2 separate regions of the Mus musculus genome follow, and region 2 is linked to region 1. The links are chromatin contacts, called in public HiChIP or PLAC-seq maps. All regions are on one chromosome and are shown on one strand. Each heading gives the region's core, a stretch centred on a gene start, on an enhancer-like site or on the middle of the called end of the contact. The rest is flanking DNA. Distances are from core to core; before and after follow the strand shown.

The links. HiChIP or PLAC-seq counts read pairs in DNA pulled down with a chosen protein or histone mark.
Region 2: a contact with region 1 is called in an H3K27ac HiChIP or PLAC-seq map of embryonic stem cells, with 2.4 times the contacts expected there. The contact joins the enhancer-like site here to the promoter of Tcea1 in region 1. A contact is called at or near these places in 11 of 39 promoter capture datasets (the 3T3-L1 cell line, 3T3-L1-derived adipocytes, the C10 cell line and 5 more), 1 of 484 Hi-C or Micro-C datasets (pancreatic cancer cells) and 2 of 115 datasets of contacts at active chromatin or transcription factors (bone marrow-derived macrophages and embryonic stem cells).

Annotation. Positions count from the first base shown.
Region 1 is chr1:4,853,614-4,860,428 of GRCm38.p6, reverse strand. It overlaps Tcea1 (transcription elongation factor A (SII) 1), which reads right to left and starts at 2,735. Exons shown (of 10, transcript NM_011541.4): 1 at 2,453-2,735. The coding sequence starts at 2,515.
Region 2 is chr1:5,131,887-5,138,701 of GRCm38.p6, reverse strand. Atp6v1h (ATPase, H+ transporting, lysosomal V1 subunit H) reads right to left here. Exons shown (of 14, transcript NM_133826.5): 10 at 5,440-5,618; 11 at 2,765-2,890. Among named protein-coding and RNA genes, the nearest start is that of Atp6v1h, 52 kb to the right of the region's middle. Within about 2 kb of position 4,426, at least 9 of the 459 cell types and tissues checked have an H3K27ac peak or open chromatin away from gene starts, as enhancers often do. A contact at or near this core is called in embryonic stem cells and liver, where this site is marked.

The DNA.
Region 1 (6,815 bases), core at 1,486-3,985:
TGCCTAGAGTTCCAGCCATCTACTCAAGATATGTAAAGAAATATATAAGATTCAAGAGCTCTTAACTAGTCAGGATGGGACTACTAACCCAGCAAAATTATCTGAATAATGAATGAGGTTAAGATTGGTAACTACAGCTGGGCAGTGGTGGCACATGCCTACTTGGGAGGCAGAGGCAGGTGGATTTCTGAGTTCGAGGCCAGCCTGGTCTACAGAGTGAGTTCCAGGACAGCCAGGGCTACACAGAGAAACCCTGTCTCAAAAAAACAAAAAGAAAAAAACATAGCTTGGAGTACTAGTTCAAAAATGGTAGCTGGTTTTAATTGATACCTACTCTACAATTTTATTAAAATGCAATTATATATTAAAAAAAAAATAGTGACAACTACCATGCTTCAAGCAGTTTCCATTTTTATGGTCTGAAGTAACTTAAAAATAGCTGCTGTCACAGTTCATCACATTTATAAAGATACGTAAGGAGAATCACAAGAGTTCCAGGTCAGACTGGGCTACATAGCAAGATGCCATATTTAAAACAAAAACAAAAAAAAGAAAAAATAGGGATTGGGGGTGGGCATGGCAGTGGCCTGAAGACTTTAATCTCAGCACTCAGGAGCCAGATCTCTGGGAGTTTAAGGCCAGCCTGGTCTACAGAGTAAGGTCCTAGTTAAGCAGGACATTATGACATGCAGTCTCAAAAAGAGAGAGAGAGAGAGTGTTTGGGGGAGGAGGGGAGTCCAAGAAATGGTTCAATAGGTAAAGGCTTAACAAGTGAGTTCAGTGCTAGGCCAATAATGCCAGCACTCAGGAAGCAGAGGAAGAAGGATTTGAGTTTGAGGCTAGCCTAATATACAGAGCAAGTTCCAGGAGAGCAAGGGCAACACAAAGAAATCCTCAAGTTGTCCTCTGACCTAGTTGTGTACACACACACACCCACACACAGGTTTTTAAATTTTAGATTTTTTTGTTTGTTTGGTTGGGCGGTTTTTTTTTTTTTTTTTTTTTTTTTTTTTTTGAGACTCTGTATAGTCCTGGCTGTCCTGGAACTCACTCTGTAGACCAGGCTGGCCTCGAACTCAGAAATCCGCCTACCTCTGCCTCCCAAATGCTGGGATTAAAGGCGTGCAGCACCAATGCCTGGCCCAAGAATTTATTGAGTATCATTTTGATCTTTCTTTGCATTTCATCAGCCTGTTTGAATTTCAGGACTGGAAAATGAAAGAAAAAGCAATTAAAAAAAAAAACAGCTTTGTCTTCTTTTTCAAGACAAATTTTCATCTTAGTTATGGTTTTGCACTACCAGAAATCAGATTTGAGAATGACTTGAAGTCTGTCTTGATGTATTTGGGAAAATAAGTTACGAAGTTAATGACTTTTTTCTTCTTGCGAGTTTCCTCTGTGGCAATCTGGGAACCTTCAGCCAGAGAGAGGTTTCCCAATTTAAAAAAAAAAAAAATGTTTAACCTATCATATAACCAGAACTCATCACCTGCATCAAGTAATGAAATAGCTCAATCAGTAAGAAAGAAAAACAACACAGGCTAATATCTGGAACAGAAAACAAACAGGAAATATTTGAAAGGACCAAAATCGTACATACGGATTAACGGGGCATGAAATTAAATGCGGGTCAACACACCTGTTTAAGAAAGAGGAACCGGGGGCGTCTGAAAGTCTTACATTATTTGGTATTAACACTAAATCCTAAGCTGGCAGCGAGTGGAAAGTCAGCGAGCTCCTAGCTCAAGCAAAACTACACAGTATTTAAGCGACAGCACTTTAGCTCTGACTCAGTTTCTTGACTCATAAAAAGAATTCTGCAGAGGCGCGTAACTCTAAAGCACTCACTGCACAAACGTTTAGCATCTCTGCACGGCTTTTACTTCACAAATGGCAAAAGTCTCTGGTGTTTTGATAATGCAAACCTGCTGCGTCTGGAAGAAGAGATTCAAGTGAAGCTGGCTGGAGAGGTCAAGTGTGGAAGCAAAGGGATGGAAAGTGGTACACACCGAGGGACACATCCACACAGACCAATCAAGGAACAGAGGATGTCATCCGTCCCGCTGCAGCCTCAGCACCATACCCGCGGAGCAGCAGCAGCCGGCTGCCCGGCACATCGCACGCAGGCCGACTTGCCAAGGGGCGGCGTATTTTCTGTTTGTGATTACCAAGTGGGTGTAAGGCAGAGCTGGGATAAACACACTTTACGGCCCGTCTGCAACTGACCGCGGCACCCAGCGAAGCCGCTCTGGGGTAACCGGCGGCGGCCACCGTACATTCTCTCAGCCCAGCGTCGAGGGCTTCAGTCCTGGGCTCACTGCGGCCGTGGGCAGCACGGACCTGAAAGCCCGGAGGGCGCGCGGCGCGGCCCGGCCCGGCCCGGCCCTGACTGACTCCGCGTGGGCCGGTGTCGCGGACTCGGCCGCGGCCTGCCCCGGGCCCGCCCGCTTACCGCATTCTTTTTCTGCACCATTTTGTCCATCTTCTTGGCAATGCGAACCACCTCGTCCTCCATGGCTCCGGAAGGCCTCCCCTCGCCCGGCCACAGCGGACGGGAAGCGAGAGAAGCTGCGCGGACGTTGGACAAGCCGCGAAGCCGCTGGCCTAGGCCTTCCTCACAGACCCGGCCCGCGGCGGCAGGGATAAGCGCTCCGCCCCCTAGGCCGTGCCAGTCAAGCACCGCGCGCGCCACACAGGCACTACGAATCGATCGCAGGAGACTGGAAAGTAGAAGTGGCTCGCTCAGGCGTGCGCTGTTCTTTTAATCTATTCCCGCCCCCAGCAGTCTGGAACTTCCGGCCCTATCCGGACTCGCGTTGCTGGCGAGCTGGAGTTGGACGGAGTCCGGCTTTCACGCCAGAGGGATCAGGCAGTAGGCGGTAGGTTGCTACGAGTTCCATCGAAACCCCTCCGGCAGAGCGTTCTCTGGGACGCAGGACAGGCATTGCCGAGGGCTTAAAGCGCATGAGCACTGAGGCTCACTCTTGGACTCAGATATTCAAACCATCTAGCCTGCTGATGAAAACCGACTAAAAAGACGACGGCCTTGAGAATTGTGACTTAAAAAAAGCCACGGTAAAAAAATGACATGTATAGTGTCTGGGATTGTTTTTACTTTGTTCCATGTGTTGAAAGTTAATAAATCAGGAGCCAATGAACATTACAGACTTTTAAGACTCAAAATATCTTCTTTCCAATGAAAAAAGTTAACTAAAACACATGTCGTGTCAAATTAAACATTTGTCACCAAGCATGATAGAAGGCCGTGGCATATAACTAATGTGCATTTTCACACTTTAAACTTAAGATCAAATAAAGTATAGCTCCCCAGGGTAACAGTGAATTCCACTTTGACTAATCAGTTTCTATTGAAAGTAAATGGTTCAGTACCATTTTTCACCCATAACTCATGCTTTTCATTTATTTTCTTTGTCCTTTTCCTTCAATTTCCTTGTGAGGTAATAAAGAGGAGACAATCACCAGGCAGTGGTGCCCCACGCCTTTGATCTCAGCACTTGGGAGGCAGAGGCAGGCGGATTTCTGAGTTCGAGGCCAGTCTGGTCTACAAAGTGAGTTCCAGGACAGCCAGAGCTACACAGAGAAACCCTGTCTCGAAAAACCGGAAAAAAAAAAAAAAAAAAAAAAAAAAGAGGGGACAACATTTTCTCATTTGCAGATGAGAAAGTGGGTCTGTGTCCAGTTAAACCATTTACTACCAATTCACACTATGCATAACAGCATTTCAAAGTTAATTACCATTAACCAAAATTTACCACTTAAGATTCTCTCTATACTAAGATAAAGCCCTTTATGGTTCAAGATATCTATCTGGTCTCCACTGCCTTGAGACAGGGTCTCTCCCTGAATTAGAAGTTTGAAGTCAGCTAGGCTGACTGGCCAGCAAATTCCCCAATCGGCCTCTCTTAGACTCCCAAGCATTGTGGTTGCAGGAATGCACATCTATGCCCAGCTTTTTTCTGCAGGTGCTGGGAATTCCATCTCAGAACCCCAGGCACTCATGCTTGGAAAACAAGTACTCCTGTCCACTTAGCCATCTCCCCAGCCTCAAGTTAAGTTTTAAGTGTTGTAAGAGAAACAAAGTTTACCATTTTAGCTTTTTGTTTTTAGACAGGGTCTTTTGTAGCCTATGCTTGCCTTAGTTATCTATGAAGCCCAAGTTATCCATAAAATCCTGCTAGGATTGCAGGCGAGCACCACCATATCCAGTTTAACTGATTTCAAGTACGAGGTGTTTACAGAACCACACGTGCTGTACATTATGACCCCTGACAGTTTCCAAGCTTTCCATCATTTATCATCAGGAACATAGAGCGGAAGAGCTGTTATTACTCTGAGCTCAGTTGTGCCTGCTTGGGAAGTTCATCATAGAGCTTGTTGACTGTTGAAGTTCATAGAGGTAGGCCTGGAGGATCACTAGACCTCACCCACATATCCAGCCATCCCTTCCAACTAGTTGTTTGCAGTTCTGCCCTAATTGGGGATGGCCTCAGGTTTCAGAGGAAGGGCTAGTCTGTAGGCTGGAAACGATTAGGAACAGGGCTGCATTATCCACAGAGGAGCCCATATCTAGGTGACGGGGATGGGGAAGGTGCAGACTTCCCCTTGTGGTTGCTTTAGGATCATCTATGCACTGTGCCTTATAAACTCATAGGTTCTCCAGAGTGAATTGTTTTGTCCTTGGAACTTTAGGAATGGGTAGACAATACCTAGGTCCACCCCCAGGGTGAAAACACCCAAGCTTATTGTGTAATTAAGATTGACTTTATTTTCCTGCCTCCACCCAAGTACTAGGTTGATCTCCATGGCTCAATAGTCTAGCTAGCATCTTTGTTTGTAAACAATAGCCTTGCAGGTGGTGATGTTGCTGCCTAAGGCAAAGTTAAGGTGATTTGAGTTAACCCTGGCTAGGCTCTTGAGCTAGTTGTTTTCTTTCTCCTCCCCCAGGGGGCTACACACTGAGAAACACTATCTCAACAAAACAAAACTAAGCATAACATTGTTGATGTAAAAACCACAGCTTTCATCTCAAAGGAAATAATATATAGCTTATTTTGGAGGCATTTTGAGTTACCATGGCCAGGAACACAGACTTATTTTATTCCAAATTCCATGTTCCAAAGTGGAAGCAGTTTCATGAAAGTTTATAGTTCAAGGCCAGGCGTGGTGGTGCACACCTTTAATCTCAGCACTTGGGAGGCAGAGGCAAGTGAATTTCTGAGTTCGAGGCCAGCTTGTGCTACAGAGTGAGTTCCAGGACAGCCAGGGCTACACAGAGAGACTCTGTCTAAAAAAACCAAAGTTTGTAGTTCTACAAGAGAAAGTAATAAATCAAGGCAAATTTCAAATGTATTGGTGGATATGTCAGTGGTGGTTTCAGCACGATGAAGCTTTTGGGTCGATGGAAGCTAGTGGTCTGCTAAGATCTGAAAAGGTTATCTATTAGTCACAAGAGTTTAGTTTAGACAAAGTGGGTGAGAAGGAATTCTGTCAGAGGGCTTGAACTAGCCCAAGTGTAGGTGAGTATGCAGAAATCTAGCCTCTTCACAGTACTGCAGTCTACCTGGTCAGTCAGTGTCTGAAGAGGAACAGCTAGAACCCTACAGCTTTCAGCATGCTGTACTATACAAGTGAAAACAGTTCTCTTTTCCTTATCTCTGACTGTACAGGGAAAACTTTCTTTCCTTTGTGGAGTATAATGTCCACTGGTTTTTAGAGACACACGATGTTCCTATTTCTAATTTGTTTCTATCGTAATTTGGTGTTGAGATAATTAGGTGCTATTTTTCCTAGTTTCCTGCTGAAGGACTAGATATTTCCCAGCTTCCCTTACGGACTATGTCCTTTTCACCCATTTGGACATCCGAACACATGGGTGACAAGATGCCTCTTTGATGTTATTGATGTGAATAAATATGGTTTATTCACCCAAGTCCTTCTTCCTGCGTTCTCTATGTCTGTTTAAAAATAAATGAATCTAACACTATTAATGTTACATACATACGATTGGTTTTGTATGTTGAGCCACTCTTACATTCTGGATAGCCTAGACTTTACTGAATAAGAATGGGATCCTATAGTGTGGCCTTGGTCCTCCTTGGCTGGTAATACTGGTTTCTTAGACTGTTTCAAAAGGGTGTTTTCTCATGCAGTTTGATACAGTTGAAAAGTGTTCTTGTAGGAAGGTCAGAATTACAATCTCAGTTGACTGCAGCACCTTATTAGAGTCAGTACAACTCCATTCTGCGGAGAGGGAAAAACACATGTTCAGAGCTGTTATATAGGCAGGAAAAGGCTGAAGAAAGCAAAAATTAAAAAATAATTTTAAAAACTCCGGTCAGTTACTTGTAAACTAGAACAGAGAGAACAATTTAAAAAAGAAGTCAGCATTATGTTACTTTTGTGTGAGGCCTGAGGAGCGTGAATTTTACTAGCTTAACTAAAACTAGCTTATTTGGTAAATTTGATACATGCCCCCTCAAAATCAGGGAAGGTCAGATAAAGAGTTTTCAGTTTAATACCTGAAAGTTTTGGTATAAGTGACTCCATTCTGATATATAGCCTGGTATTATGCTGGGCTCTAGTGCGATTTATACTAGCCAAAAACAATGGAACTCACTCTGTAGACCAGGCTGGCCTTGAACTCAGAAATCCGCCTGCTTCTGCCTCCCGAGTGCTGGGATTAAATGCTCGAGCCACCACACCCAGCTCAATTACTTCTTTAATCCCAGACTGAGTTCTCACTATAGTGGGAATGATGTAAATGTCTGTAATATGGAGTTCCCTATATAGGAACT
Region 2 (6,815 bases), core at 3,177-5,676, 280 kb before region 1:
TGCTATCTTCAGACCCACCAGAAGAGGGCATCCTATCACATTACAGAAGATTATGAGCCGCCATGTGGTTGCTGGGAATTGAACTCAGGACCTGTGGAAGAGCAGTCAGCCCTTAACCACTGAGCCATCTCTCCAGCCCAGAAACCAGAATTCTTATATAATGATGGTAGGAATATAAAGCTGTACAGCCACTTTGGGAACTAGTTTGCCAATTCTACAAAGAGCTAAATAAGACTCAGCATCCCACTACTAGGCTGGAATTCTGGATTGCATAAAAAATGGAAAAGTAGGCTGAACAAAGAATTCATCCCTCTCTTTTATTTTGTTTTCTGATTTTTTTTTAAATGTGTTTGGGTATTTTGTCTACATGTGCACCCACTGCCTGCAGACACCAGGAGAGAGCAGTCAATCCTCTGGAACTGGAGCCATTATGTGGATGTTAGGAATTAAATCTGGGTCCTCTGGAAGAGCAACTAGTGTTCCTAAATATTCAGCCATCTCTCCAAGCTCCCAGTCTTCCTCCTACTTCTTGACTGCAAATGCAATATGACTAGCTGCCTCAAGCAAAATATATGAAAATATATGTTCCCATATCAACTTGTACAGTAAGTACTACTAGTGGAATCAAGCTTGTGCATTAAAATAATCAACAGTCTTGTATGTACACTGGAGTACTATTCATCTATATGAAGGAATACGTACTCACAAGCGCTTCAACTTGGATGAACCATGAATACACGGTTAAATGAAAGATACCAGTATCCAAAGGACAAAAAGAACATGATGGGGAGAAAGGGATTTGTACAAAGGAGATAGGTGAGTTAGAGATGAGAGGGAAAAAAGACAGGGTGATGGTATGAGCAATCAGAATGCACTAAATATGTACAAAATTTGTCAGATATTTAATAGAAGATTTTAAAGACAAATAGATTCTTACATTTACATAAGATTTCTGTAATAACCAAATTCATAGAAACATAAAACAGACGAAAGGTTAGTTAAGGCTAAACAAATGAGTTGTATGGAAAGGTAATAACTAGGGGCACTGAAATATCTTTTTGAAGTAACAAAAATGTTTCAAAACTTTGATTACTAGAAGTCCTACACTATTGTAAATATACTAAAAATTCACTGAATTATATTTTTAATAGATTATAGTATATAAATATTTCAATTCAAAAGGAAGGAATATACATTTAGTCATGTTATCATGAGAGAACAAAGCTACAGAACCCAAACGGAAATGCTATTTTGGTCTTTTAATTGTGTGTGCATACAAGCCCAGAGACCAGAGACAGCCATATGGGTATCTTTCTCTTATCACTCTCTGCCTTATTCCCTTAACAATCTTTCACTGAACATAGACTTGCTGAGCTTTTGTTTTGTTTTGTTTTGTTTTGTTTTGTTTTGTTTTGTTGGCTACATTGTCTGCTGGTAAGTTCTAGGAATCTTCCTGTCGGTCCACCCTGCCACCCCTGATCACACCACAATGGAGGTTAAAGGTGCATGGACCACACCCAGCTTTTTATGTATGTGCTAGGGATACTAATGGCTGTGCGGCAAGCACCACTTGTAGCCATTGAGTCAGACCCCTAACCTAAGAAGTACAATTTTCAATTAGATATTACATAAAGGGTAAATGTTGATTTCTACTTCACAACCATAATTCATGACCATAACTTTGGATACATTGGAGACCAAAATATAAGGTCAAACAACAAAGCTATGAATAAAATAGCATAAAAAGGTACCTTCGCCGGGCGTGGTGGCGCACACCTTTAGTCCCAGCACTCAAGAGGCAGAGGCAGGTGGATTTCTGAGTTTGAGGCCAGCCTGGTCTACAAAGAGAGTTCCAGGACAGCCAAGGCTATACAGAGAAACCCTGCCTTGAAAAACAAACAACAAAAACAAACAAACAAACAAAACAAAAAAAAGGTACCTTCATTGTGTAAATATCAATTAATAGGTTGTTTCAATGTAGAAACTGTTACATAATTAATTAATTAATTATTCATTGCCATAGCCAACCTTGGAAATACTATTTAGTAAGGATCTTCCAAAAGAGAAAGGAAGAGAAGAACAAGCAGGCAGAGATCCGTAACACACACTTGTAATTCCAGCATGTGGGAGGCTGAGTCAGGAGAACTGTCATGAGTTCCAGGTCAGGCCTAGGCTACAGGAAAAAAGGGGACACTGAGGAAAAGGGGAAAAGGAAAAAAAGAAGAAAGGAAAGAGAAAAACTTTTTTTTAAAAAAGATGGAATATAGCCTAGTGAGTAGAAAACTTACCTGGCAATGGTCTAGGTCCTAGGGTTAATCCCAGTACCACAGAAAAAAAGATCAAAACAAAAAAATACAAGGATATCTCTTTGCCCTTGGTAGGCAAAATCTTAACCAAGACAAAGAAAAGCACTAGCCATATACAGAAATATTAGGAGATTGACTCTTAAAATCAATAGCTTGTGTTTATCAAGATCACAGTTAAATAGTAAAATGGCATGAAACAAAAGGTAAAATAGTCTCAATGAATACATGACAAAAAATCATGCTCAGAATATCACATTCTCATTAAAAAAAAAGTTTATCAAATTGACAGGTACTTCTCTTGGAAAAGATTAACACCTAACTGATCAAAAGCATAAAAAGTATTCAACACATTACTTAGCAAGTAAACATAAATGAAAATGACAGAGCACCTAATAACAAAGCTAAATGTTAATGAAGATCTGTATAATTATAGAGCAGAACATGGGATCCTAACTTACTTCAAGAGTTCATAGTTCTTCTCATTCAACCTCACGGCATTTTCTCTCCAAAATTTCTCAGACTTGTGTACAGGGCTCCATTCCAATCTTCCAGATTTAAGTTCTGAACTGTATTCATCAAATGAGCTATAAAATTATTTTAAAATTCCAGTTATAAGAATCTAAGGGCTACTACAAAATTAAGCAAATTAAAATATGACTTAGTTACAAAGACTGAGTCTGGTCTTTATACACACTTAGAATCCCAGCACTCAAGAAGCAGAGGCAGGCAGACCTGTTAGTTCAAGGCCAACTTGATCTATGTACCCATTTCTAGGTCAGACAAGGCTACATAGTTAAGACCCTGTTTCAAAAAATAACAAGAATAACAACTACAATGACTCACTGCCCTCTAAATATTAACCACTACTATATAAACTTCAACAGTTTAATCACCAACAAATCATAGAAACTAAGGTCCAACATTGCCAAAGTTGAATGTTTGGTGTGAATATTAAAATCTTTACTTGCTACCAAAATCTTTATTCCCAATTAATATATGAATATGTATTCGTATATTTTAGAAAATAGACAATTTCTACCCTGAGAGTCATAGCAGTGTAATTTGCCAAGTCAGTAGATATATTATTGTAAATATATGTAAAAAGCAGATATCTTATTATATCACAAAACAGTATCACACATGTATTCATATAATACTAAGTATGACTATTAATATAAACATGACTTGTGGAAATAATCTTTCAAAATTAAAACAAAAATTCTATATGTTAACAAACTCAATACATTGTAATTCAAAACTCAGTAACTAAACTTGTATGTAACTTGGTTGTTTTTAAGTGTGGTTTATTTACTGTGGGTGGATTTGTCAACTTGATTTGAAGTTTCTGGTGTGAATGTTAAACGGCCCATTTAGTCTCATCTTTAACACTTGGTCCCTAGGTAGGGGTGCGGTCTGAGATGACTGTGGGATCTTTACAAGGTGGAGTCTTGGAAGAAGTAGGTTACTGAAGATGTACCTAGAGGCTTTTCAGATTCAAATTTCCTGTTCACTGTCTGCTTTCTGAATGCAGATGTAATGTGACCCACCAGACGCCTGTTGCTGCCTTCCCAAGTCGTTCTCATCATTGACTTTCTTATCCCTTGACAACTGTAAGCTAACATAAATAAATACTTTCTTCCTTAAATTGCTTTTGTCAGGGTATTTTATTACTTTATCACAGCAACAAGAAAGCAATGAAGACAAGGCACAAAGATGTGTGCATTTTTAAATGGCACTCATCCCTATGCTGGGTCCTGGACTGCATAAGGAGGAGAAAGTGACAGAAGCACAACCATTCATCCTTTCCTATTTCCTGACTGCAGATACAATATGATCAGCTGTCACAAGCTCCAGCCACCATAACCTCTACACCAGAAAAGAAGGCACACACTCTGGAACTGAGTTAAAATAAACAAACTTTTATCCTTTGTCAGGAAATTTTATTACAGGAATTGATTGACCAGCCTGACTCCAACTTAAGGATGGACCATTTTTGTTATAAGATTAGGTAAGTTCATTTCTTTGTACAGCAAAATTCAAGTTGACTGTGCTTTAGCCTGTTGCTGGAATCTGACATGACCCCCACCCTCTGGAGTTTGATTCATACCTTGAATGTACCCAGATGCTAAGATGTTCTGCCAAATCATTCTGCAATGTTCAGCCAAGCTCTGGTGTAACCAAAATCCCTCTGGAAATCTCCCAACCCCTGAAAATTCCCTAGCCTTGTAGTTTTTTAGACTATATAAAGCCTACTTTTCCTATGTTAAATGCTATTTTTTTTTTTCAAACCCTGCTTTAGGAAGTTAGCCATGTCTGACAGAAAATAAAGCTTGCTTAATTTGGCCAAAGATTTTGGGTAATGATCTTTACTCTCATTTGCTGGGATTAACACTACTGACATTCAGTGTGAGTAGCAGAATGAGAAAAATAGCTAATAGAGCCACTAAACAGACTGTATCAAGACATGCTTGGACTTACTTTCAAGTAAAATTTTAAAAGATGGAACCATTAATGTTGACAGACAATTCAGTTTAACCAGGATAGAGAGGGTACATTGACAAGAATATCCTGTTTGAATAGTTACTTAATGCAGACAAGTGAGTTTAAGTAAACTAGCATTTTTAAATAATCATATCCTAAGCCTAATAATGAAAACAGATATACATATGATATGATAAAATATACATATCACTCAACTAGTATTCTATAAAGAATGATAGGAATCTCTCCAAGTAAGAATAGCCAAATGCTCTAAGCTACAGTTAACAATGTAGAATGTTTCAGCAGAAAACAGAATTTGTAGGAAAATATGATTTTCATACTTTGTAATCAATTCAAAGTTTCTTTAAAAGTTATATAACCAACCACACACACCAATAGTGTCCAACCACTAAAGAGACTGAGGCAGAATCACTTCTGTCCAGGAGTTCAAGGTCAAACAAATCTCAAGAGATTTAGTATATGGCAATTTTAAAAAGCATGTTAATGCCAGGACAGGTGGTACACATCTTTAGCCCAGCAGAGGTGGCAGATCTCTGAGTTCCAAGTCTACACAGGGAGTTCCTGGGCAGCCAGGGCTACAGAATGAGCTATCACAAGTAATTATGTGACAATGATGAAGATGATAACACACCTAAGGTCCTGGACACTCTCACCAAGTTTTTCCAAAAGAAATTTGATGTCTTCACTGATATCTTCATCATCATACTTCTGCTGCTCCAAATTCTCCAACTGTTTCAGTACTTTGCATTGAATCATAGCCAGAGCATACTCTTGGCGAGTTTCTCTTTCCGTTGATTTTTCTAAGAAATTCTGAGTTAGACAAAGAGACATGAAGAAAGTACATGATATTTGCAAACATCCATACTTCTTTACACCTTTCTTTGAGTTTCCCATTTAACCAGTACTCCACTCTGGAAATCAATCTAGCGGTTCCTTAGAAAATTGGACATAGTACTACCGGAGGATCCAGCAATACCTCTTCTGGGCATATATCCAGAAGATGTCCCAACCGGTATGAAGGACACATGCTCCACTATGTTCATAGCAGCCTTATTTATAATAGCCAGAAGCTGGAAAGAACCCAGATGCCCCTCAACAGAGGAATGGATACAGAAAATGTGGTACATTTACACAATGGAGTACTATTCAGCTATTAAAAAGAATGAATTTATGAAATTCCTAGGCAAATGGATGGACCTGGAGGGCATCATCCTGAGCAAGGTAACCCAATCACAAAGGAACTCACACAATATGTACTCACTGATAAGTGGATACTAGCCCAAAACTTAGTATACCCAAGATATAAGATACAATTTGTCAAATGCATGAAACTCTAGAAGAATGAAGACCAAAGTATGGACACTGTGCCCCTTCTTAGAATTGAGAACAAAACACCCATGGAAGGAGTTACAGAGACAAAGTTTGGAGCTGCGACAAAAGGATGGACCATCTAGAGACTGACTGCCTTATCTAGGGATCCACCCCATAATCAGCTTCCAAACGCTGACACCATTGCATACACTAGCAAGATTTTGCTGAAAGGACCCAGATATAGCTGTCTCTTGTGAGACTATGCAGGGGCCTAGCAAACACATAAGTGGATGCTCACAGTCAGCTATTGGATGGATCACAGGGCCTCCAATGGAGGAGCTAGAGAACATATCCAAGGAGCTAAAGAGATCTGCAACCCTGTAGGTACAACAACATTATGAACTAACCAGTACCCCGGAGCTCTTGACTCTAGCTGCATATGTATCAAAAGATGGCCTAGTCGGCCATCACTGGAAAGAGAGGCCCATCAGACACACAAACTTTATATGCACCAGTACAGGGGAACGCCAGGGCCAAAAAAATGAGAATGGGTGGGTAGGGAAGTGGGGGGGAGGGTATGGGGGACTTTTGGGATAGCATTGGAAATGTCATTGAGGAAAATACGTAATAAGTAAATAAATAAATAAATAAATAAAAGGTGACTATCTATAATCATACAATCAGAAACCTACCTCT